Regions from separate parts of the Zea mays genome. Here all the other regions are linked to region 3. The links are chromatin contacts, called in public ChIA-PET and Hi-C maps. All regions are on one chromosome and are shown on one strand. Each heading gives the region's core, a stretch centred on a gene start, on an enhancer-like site or on the middle of the called end of the contact. The rest is flanking DNA. Distances are from core to core; before and after follow the strand shown.

Region 1 (2,700 bases), core at 183-2,682, 540 kb before region 3:
ATGTTAACCGCCAAATCCAATAGGTAATGAATGGGATAATCATGAGCCAAACTGAGAGAACAAAGGCAAGCCGAAGGATGAATTGAAACACATGGCATGCTTTCATTCCAACACCAACAATCAGTTCCTGGAAAGGGAGTCTTGTCGGAGCATTATCAGCGTACACGGGTGAGAAGGAGAATGCATGTTTACAGACCTGCAGTGCACAGATGCATAAATCAGAAATTATCTAGAGAAAATGGAGTTATGACAAACAAGACACACATCATCATCATGAGTATGTTTTTTTCCTTGGCGATACAAGCCATTACTACCCAGCCGTACAGCTGTGCTTGGAACCCCCAACTAACACTTGTTCGCTCATTTTCTCTAGATTAGCAAAATGCATTATTCAAGAGGAGGTTTGTTCTAACGATTCCAATCCTATAGAATTCCTCCATTTTTCCTTGTTACAAAGGGGACCTAAGAGAACATAAGGCAACTGAAACTGCAAATCAATCATCAATATCAAGCCAATAGTCTCACTGCTAAGAAGCACAAGATGAGTCTTGCTGCAGGTTAACAGAATTACTATGCCTCTGAAAATACTCTGAAACCACAAGAGCATCGGAGTATTATGAAAATTCATTTGCTAGCTGAATAATCATCAAAACTATGCAATTGCCTGATTCCGAACCTCAATCCCCTAATTCTAGCAACTGAAAAGGCAAGAATAATAGCCTTATCCATTTATCAATGCCTATTAACATAGTTTTGACCCAATCTACACGCCATATCAAAGAAACAGCACCCATATCACCAGCTCAACATTAAATCGATCGATTCCACCACGCAATCGAACTAATCAATCCCTAAAGCAACGACCCAGCGGCGTCCCCGTCGCTGAGTGAGGGCAGGGGCGGCGGCGATATTACCTCGCACTGGCGCGAGTTGCTATGGTCGAGCCACTGGAGGAGGCAGTCCTGGTGCACGAATTTGATGCTTCCGCTGCAGGCGCACGGGTAGCGCAGCGGGTGGTCCTCGTCGCCGCGGTTGCGGCAGATCCGGCACACGTCCCCCTCCTCTTCCTCCTCGTCGTCCTCCTCCCCGTGCGGCGGCCGCGGCTCCTCCGGCAGCTCGCCCGCGACGGACCGTTCGGCCATCTCCGCCATGGCTGCCTCGATGGGGGCGGCGGCGAGGTTAGCCGCGATCGATCGATCGCCCGGGGGGAACGCGGATATAGGCGGTGGTGGGAAGTTGCAGCGAAAACAGGATGAAAAAACGTGGGTTTTTTAGTAGCCTCCTTAATGACGCACCGGTGACGAGGCGCTGGCGGTCGGCTTAACGGGTCCCGATAGGATGGATCCGGTGGTGGGTCCGTGGGTGTGGCCGTGTCGGTTTGGAGATCCGACCTCCGGAGTGTTCTATTTATGATTTATCAAGCTCGACATACTAGAATCTACGCTACGCCTCCTTTTTTTAAGAAAAAAATGGTGGTAAAGTGCTACTTTTGATATTTTTTCCTGTGATTGAAAGCCTATATCGGGATGAAAATGGTCATTAAACATTATTATAACCAGTAGACTTGCACGTACCATATGTGTATAACAGGTTTATTCGAAGAATAAATCTTTTGGGTCAAGCACGGTTGGTTTTTTTATCTTTTGTTATGGATAATGTCTAGTATGTTTTTGTTTACCTTTTGTATATCACACCTTTATTAGTTAAATAAGATATTGCTCTTCTTTGGAGCAACTTAAATAAAGTCGTAAACCAGCCTGAAACCAATATTAGAAGAGGAATCATTTTTTTCTCCAACAGCTCTCTCTTTTCTTTCCCCGAAAATCTTAGTGGCCCACATCCAGCTCCTCTTCTCCCATTTAAGACTGTTTGGTTGGCTTCTCTACGTAGCCTGGCTGCATGAGTCAGGCCGACGGGAGCCTGGCTCCATAAATGCAACCAATTTGCTCGTGCCTGCAGAGCCTGGCTTAGGATGATTTGAGTATCAGGGTGCTTTGAGTATCGTGCGAGCCTGGCTCTACATCTGCATGCAGGTAACCAAACACACACCTCGCACGTATAGAGCCTGATTGACAATAACCAAACACCAGCTCATTGCATCCCGCGATGCAAGCACCAGCAAATACAGGCAACCAAACACACGGTTATTTTCTGGTGAGTGATTCCTCTCTAAACTGGGCGTCCGCGCAACTGAGTTGTCTCCCGCGTTTTTTTTTCATGAGCGTGGTTTTGGTGGAGGAGGGAAGCGACGATGGTGGCAGGAGAGCCATCAGTGGCGTTGGAGGAGGCATGGCGGTGGCTAAGATGCATCCAGCAAGATTTGTCGTACAAATTTGTTGAGCCTAATCACATTGGAACTGGCCGACCTTGTGGGAGGTGGTATCCATTGATGGCATGATCTCGCATAGGCGGCAATGAAGCTCAAAACTGCGATGGTGGAGGCCCCTTGCGAGGTACTTTCCAAGTTGTAAAACCTCCCCATCCCATGTCAGACGGTGTCGGAGTTTAGTCCGACCTAGTTGCATCCTCCTTCTTCGAAGATAGCGGCAACCTCCCTTCTTCGTTCAACCTTCAACAAACGGTATGAAAATTGAAATGTACGTTCAAGAAAATTACATATGGTCGGCTCCTTTTCATTGCATTTCTAATAAACTTAATAATATATTTTCTAAACACAATTCTTTTCCTGCTACAATTGTT
Region 2 (2,852 bases), core at 175-2,674, 620 kb before region 3:
ACACAAATAAATTGGTGTGAGTGGTACTTGTTCCAACATAATTTTTTAGTCCTAAATGATGGAAAGTTAAGCATAATATGCTGATTGGGAGGAACCAAGATTCCGCTAGGGCCATCTAGACTTTCGACAGCATACATAAAGTAGGCATAAATACATTATCGAAGTTAGGAAGAATCAGCCCAACTTAGGCTGGTGGTGTCCATATCTAAGCTGTGTACCATTGGTGGTATTTGTTCATTATCTATGGGCCAAAGCACATTAGCTGTGAATGCTCCCATTAGTTGCAGCAGGGGTATGTTCATGTTTTGACGGTAGTTGTCAGCCATTGATGAATTAACACAAATAAATTGGTGTGGGTGGTACTTGTTCCAACATAATTTAGTCCTAAATGATCAAAAGTCAAGCATAATACGATGATTGAAAGGTACCAATATTCCGCTAGGGGCATCTAGAGATTCGACATCATACATAAACTAAGCATAAAGACATTACGCGAAGTTAGAAAGAACCAGCCCAGCTGGTCGGCTGGCAGTTTCCATATCTAAGTGGTGTTCCATCGATGGCATTCGTTCATTACCTATGGGCAAAGCAGATTCGCTGTGAATTTTCCCATTAGTTGTTGTTTTCCTTTGCCATCTCTTCTGTGGCCGTTTGTTTGGTTGTCTTTGTAGTTATTAATGTTTTTCTAGCTTTTGTTGCCTGGTTTCTTTCTTTTTCTTACCGAGTCTTACAGAGTGGGCAACAAGGCAGGAAGCAGCAATCCCACATCAAGTTCACCTACCCACCTCATAGCACGTCGTTAATACCGAGAGTTTGCACAATGGCAGCCAAACCTAGTGAAACTTGAACGAGTATATTATGTTTTAATAGCTCAATCAACATCATATGCAGGCGAATTCCCTGTGCAGGGTGTGAATTGGGGTTGGTGGGTATGCGAAATTGTCTGACGCCGGTACGACGTCCACATAACAAAAAAATGAAAACAATTGAAGCAGTGCACGTTTAGTGCAGCGAAGACTCGGCCGGGGCGGCCGAGGAAGGAAGAGGGGGGTTACGAACCGGTGCAGGTGCGAGTGCGGAGCTTGGTGGTGGCGTACTCGACGACGACGTAGGGGTCCTGGCGGGTGAAGAACTCCGTGTCCCGCAGCTTCCGGCACCCGGTGACTGCAGGCAGGGTTACAGGAGGAGAGATCGATCAGCTACCAGTAGGTACGAGGGAGAAGGATCGGGGAGGAGGGAGGCGGGCAAGGCACCTCTGACTTCGAGTATCAGCCCATGGATTGACATGCGGAAGGGGCCGGAGTGAGGAGGGAGGCGGTCAGGCGGGGGCGGGAGGAGAAGAGGGATCTCGGAAGGAGACCGTGGATGGAGTCGGAGTCGGAGTCGGTCGATGTCTCGATGACGATGGCTCGGGCCCGTAATCTGCCTGGTTGTGGTTGTGGCGTCTTTATATTGAGAGCAGAACTGAGAGAGACCTGCGTGACCAAGTTATTTACGTCGTGGTCTAACATATTTTACGTCTTATTTTATCTTCTAATTCAAATTAAAATAGCATTTTGTTCGGCCATATATCTGGTGGGCTGAAAATAACCTTATATGTAAATATAAGATAGATGCCCTACTATACTATTTATATACTCTCTCCATTTTTTATCTTAAGGTAATGAAGGTTTATACTGAGTCAAAGTTTTAAAACTTTGACCAATAATATCTAAAAAATAATTATTTTAAATTAAAGAAATTATATATTATGCTAGATGTTTTAAAAATAAATGTAACATTTTCATTTTTATTTAGTCAATGTTTATGAATATTTTGTTATTAATAGTCAAAGTTTTAAAATTTTGACTTAGAATAAACTTTTGTGACCTTAAGATATAGAACGAAGGAAGTAGTTCATAAGCAACTTTAAACTCCTCTTATGTCCTTCTTATTTTTATTAGGAATATTTTTTTATTAAAAAGTACCAATAAACAGTTTTACATTAGACCATTAAATATTATCATTATCAATTCTAATCTTTTTCCTTTCGAGGAAACCCTATTCTAAATTTCTTACTAGCCAAAGGTAGAAAGTGATGTTAGATCTCGAGTGTATATGAGATATATAGAAATGTTAGAAGATAGATAAAATATATACACTAACTTTTATTTGGATGGCATTCTAAAATAATAACTTGAGCAACTCCGAGAGACTCTCTATATCCTTTCTAATCTATGTATATAGAGATTTTTTGTATAAAAAATACCTTCCAAAAGCTTATCTAAATGGTTATCAAATATGGTCATCTTCCATTCCGGGTTTCTCGCTAGCTAAATATAGAAAACGTGAATGGTTCTCCAGAATGCAAATAGGATATAAAAATGATGTTAGAAATAGAAAAGATATTTAAAGTGGTTTCAATGCAAATGACTCTTTAAATGATTTTTTTGAAAAAAAATTGATATATTAATTTCAAGTGCATTACAACGAAGTGCATTACAACGAGGTGAAGCAAAGTCTTGAAACAAACATCTCCTGGCCTCTGTTCCATACAGAATATACAGCTCAATTAAATGATATTTTAGATATAATTTAGAGAGTGAAATTTAGAATGAGTCTTGGAGATAGATGCTCAGAGCGGGTGTTTAACAGACTTTTTGAAAGTACTCGGAAATACACTTGAAAGTGTTTGCGTCCACGCCTTGTCGCGTACTAAAAAAACATCGTCTTGACCTGCATCCATACAAAATGTACGCACGTGCGTTTGCATTGTAAAAGATGATCGAATTGCATCGCATGACCGTTGCGAACTTCGCAGGGCTCTCGAGGCTCCAACTCTCATGACGATCGGTGGAGAAACCGTGTGGCAG
Region 3 (2,836 bases), core at 146-2,645:
ATACATATGGCTCCAGTCGTATTGCCCTAGTCACGCCACGTAGGTCATGAATAATTCATATATATATATGCATCATATACACACAACAACCTTGTTTTTAACAGTGAGCTTGTAAAGTTTCATAAAAATTAAACCTCAAATTTATCATATAAAATTCGGGTACCATTCGGATAGGGATATGACTATTTTTTCACCTTTTTGTTATAGAGGGCAAATAATGTATAAATCAATTTATGCCAAAAATTATTCTTATCTATGATAATGTGCTTCATAACATAAAAAAATGCTAGAATCAAATTTCATACATATCTATTTTAAAATATTAGATTTGTCATAACAGTTTGGGTACCTATTTTCATCCCTAACGATCATTTCCTCTCTGACTGAGTATTTTAAAATAGCTTTGGCTCGTCTAGAAAAACTACTCGCATGAAGAAGCCAGAGCCAATGTTATTTTTATAGAAGCTAAAGCCCTCCCAAAGGAGCCCTTAATCGCCTGTATTCATGACGTGGATCGTTAGCTTCTAGATGGGATGTGAGAGAACACCCGTATACAGCATGAAACAAAGTCGCACGCAGCGCAACATTGTCAGATAGTACCATCTCGCTAGGTATAAAAAAAGTTGGTCTAGTTTTCAACTCATATACTCCCTCCGTTTCATTTTAGTTGTCGCTGGATAGTTCAATTTTGCATTATCCAGCGACAACTAAAACGAAACGGAGGAAGTATTTCTCAGTCTTTTGGCTAAGATAAAATACAATATCTACACTTTAATATGTAGTATGTGTGTATATATCCACTTTAATTTTAAATTTTTTAGGAACGGTTCACTTTAATTTTAAATTTATTTTTATGAAGAAACTCCATCACAATGGCCGTCACTCGACCTTTGCATGTACCGCACGGACATTGTACTAATACAAATACAGATGTATAAGAAGAATGTAAAATAATTAGAATGATTTAAATGTTTGTGATTTCTAATGTAAAATTATAACTACTTCGTTAATTCTAAATTATAAGGTATTTCTAGATTTATAGAAAAAAAACTATAAACATAAAAATACCAAAACATCTTAAAACTATAAAAGAAGAAAGTATTTCAGAGCAAAATTTTGAAAATGATACATATATTATATACATAAATAAATCATTAAATTAAAGCCGTTGCGCAGAAAGAAAAAGGAAAAGGAGACCAGCAGCAAAGAAGAAAATCCGCCCGCGTATATAACCGCTCTACCGCTCAAGGCTCGACTCCCGTGCGCTTGCGGTGCGGACGCTTCCCCTCCACCTCCGCACACATCTCCAAGTCCAACTAACCATGCCAGTCTACCGCAGTACTGCCGACTTCTAGCAGTTGTTTTATAGGTTAGTTTCGTTGCCTTGTGGCTTTGTTAGTGTATCAAAACCAATTCGCGACATCACTCAGGAAGGGGAAAGCAGGGTCCGGAAAAAGAAGAAGAGACGGGTGAGAATCTGCTTGTTTTCTTGATTCTTGATATGTCGCTGATCCAAATTCCTGCCTTTTTTTTTGTTCCCCATCTAGGTTCCAATTCTATACCTGTCATTACAGTGATTCTCACCGATTAGATTACGTGGTTCCTGTTTCTAGTGGATTGGGGAATTTTTTTATTTTGTTCCTCCTCCATGTTCTACCTTTTCTTACCCATCGATTTTCGCTTTCACAAGTTCACACTTTACACTGTCAATTCTGTTATTATTCGTAGTTTACATTCCAGTATAGTTCTTTCCAGTACTAAATAACTGGGAAGTTGGGAGCCTCAGCTCTCTCTCTGTCTGTGCTTGCTTCCAATGTTACTTCAACTGAAATAAGCATGGAAAATTGGGGTCTTCTCTGTTTGGTAGATGCATTCAAATTGTGAAGAGAAGAATCTCAGCGATTAGATACAACACCAAAAATATGCTTAGAACGTTGTGAAATTTTGACACTGCTCTACGGAATAATGTGTTGGGATTTGTCATGGTGAAATTGGCTCTGCAGGAATGGCAAGCTCCGACTCAAATCCCACCGATGCATTCGAGTACATGCTGCTTGAGAAGGATCCTGATCTCTACCGGACGGTTTTCTCTGGTCCGAGCCAGACAAGCCCATGGATTAACCCGAGTGTGTTAAAGCTGAAGCACCGGATAGGGAGAGGTCCATTTGGGGATGTATGGATAGCAACTCACCACCAAAGGACAGAGGATTTCGATCAGTACCATGAGGTTGCGGTGAAGATGCTGCATCCAATTAAAGAGGACCAGCTGCAGATCTTCTCAGCGAGGTTCCATGAGATCTTCAGCAAATGTCAGGGTCTGGGCAACGTTTGTTTCTTGCATGGCATCTCTACACAGAATGGGAGGGTATGTTGGTTTTTGGGCTGGTTTATTGCCTCCTCATGCTAGGTCTCCCTGTCATACCATCTTGGTGATTAATGTTAATCCGTAGCTTATTTTTGGCTTCATGAATTTTCAGATTTGTATAGCTATGAAGTTCTATGAAGGATCCATCGGGAACAAGATGGCTCGGCTTAAAGGTGGAAAGCTCCCTTTGTCAGAAGTTCTAAGGTACGGTTACAATGCCTAAAGATTTCTATATATACATCTGGTGCACCATGGCAACCATTAAGATCAACATGCAGGATGGAAAATTTCTGAAATTGATCAAGTAGTTTCTCTGAGGCAATGGGTACAATAGTACTAGTTTTTTTTCTCGAACAATCATACGCAGACTAGAAAATTATTATAAAAATTACCTTCTTCAGTGTTATGTTGATTTATTCAAGCTAAAAAAAGGGATAACAGGACATTTGTTCTTTAATTGTATAGTACAAT

Evidence for each region. Hi-C and Micro-C count contacts between places; a contact is called where the count stands out from the background. ChIA-PET counts read pairs in DNA pulled down with a chosen protein or histone mark.
Region 1: a contact with region 3 is called in an RNA polymerase II ChIA-PET map of seedling, with 4 times the contacts expected there. The contact joins the promoter of LOC103638745 here to the promoter of LOC100285626 in region 3. A contact is called at or near these places in 5 of 25 Hi-C or Micro-C datasets (ear, leaf and tassel) and 2 of 3 datasets of contacts at active chromatin or transcription factors (leaf and seedling).
Region 2: a Hi-C map of ear shows a contact between it and region 3, with 2.6 times the contacts expected there. The contact joins the promoter of LOC100280708 here to the promoter of LOC100285626 in region 3. A contact is called at or near these places in 5 of 25 Hi-C or Micro-C datasets (bundle sheath, ear, endosperm and 2 more).

What each region holds. Positions count from the first base shown.
Region 1 is chr9:101,300,906-101,303,605 of Zm-B73-REFERENCE-NAM-5.0, reverse strand. LOC103638745 (probable E3 ubiquitin ligase SUD1) reads right to left here and starts at 1,432. Exons shown (of 9, transcript XM_008661571.3): 1 at 915-1,432; 2 at 1-196. The coding sequence starts at 1,151.
Region 2 is chr9:101,380,026-101,382,877 of Zm-B73-REFERENCE-NAM-5.0, reverse strand. It overlaps LOC100280708 (calcium-binding protein), which reads right to left and starts at 1,424. Exons shown (of 7, transcript NM_001153627.2): 1 at 1,254-1,424; 2 at 1,060-1,164. The coding sequence starts at 1,287.
Region 3 is chr9:100,755,873-100,758,708 of Zm-B73-REFERENCE-NAM-5.0, reverse strand. It overlaps LOC100285626 (protein kinase domain containing protein), which reads left to right and starts at 1,395. Exons shown (of 5, transcript NM_001158517.1): 1 at 1,395-1,469; 2 at 2,004-2,365; 3 at 2,478-2,569. The coding sequence starts at 2,006.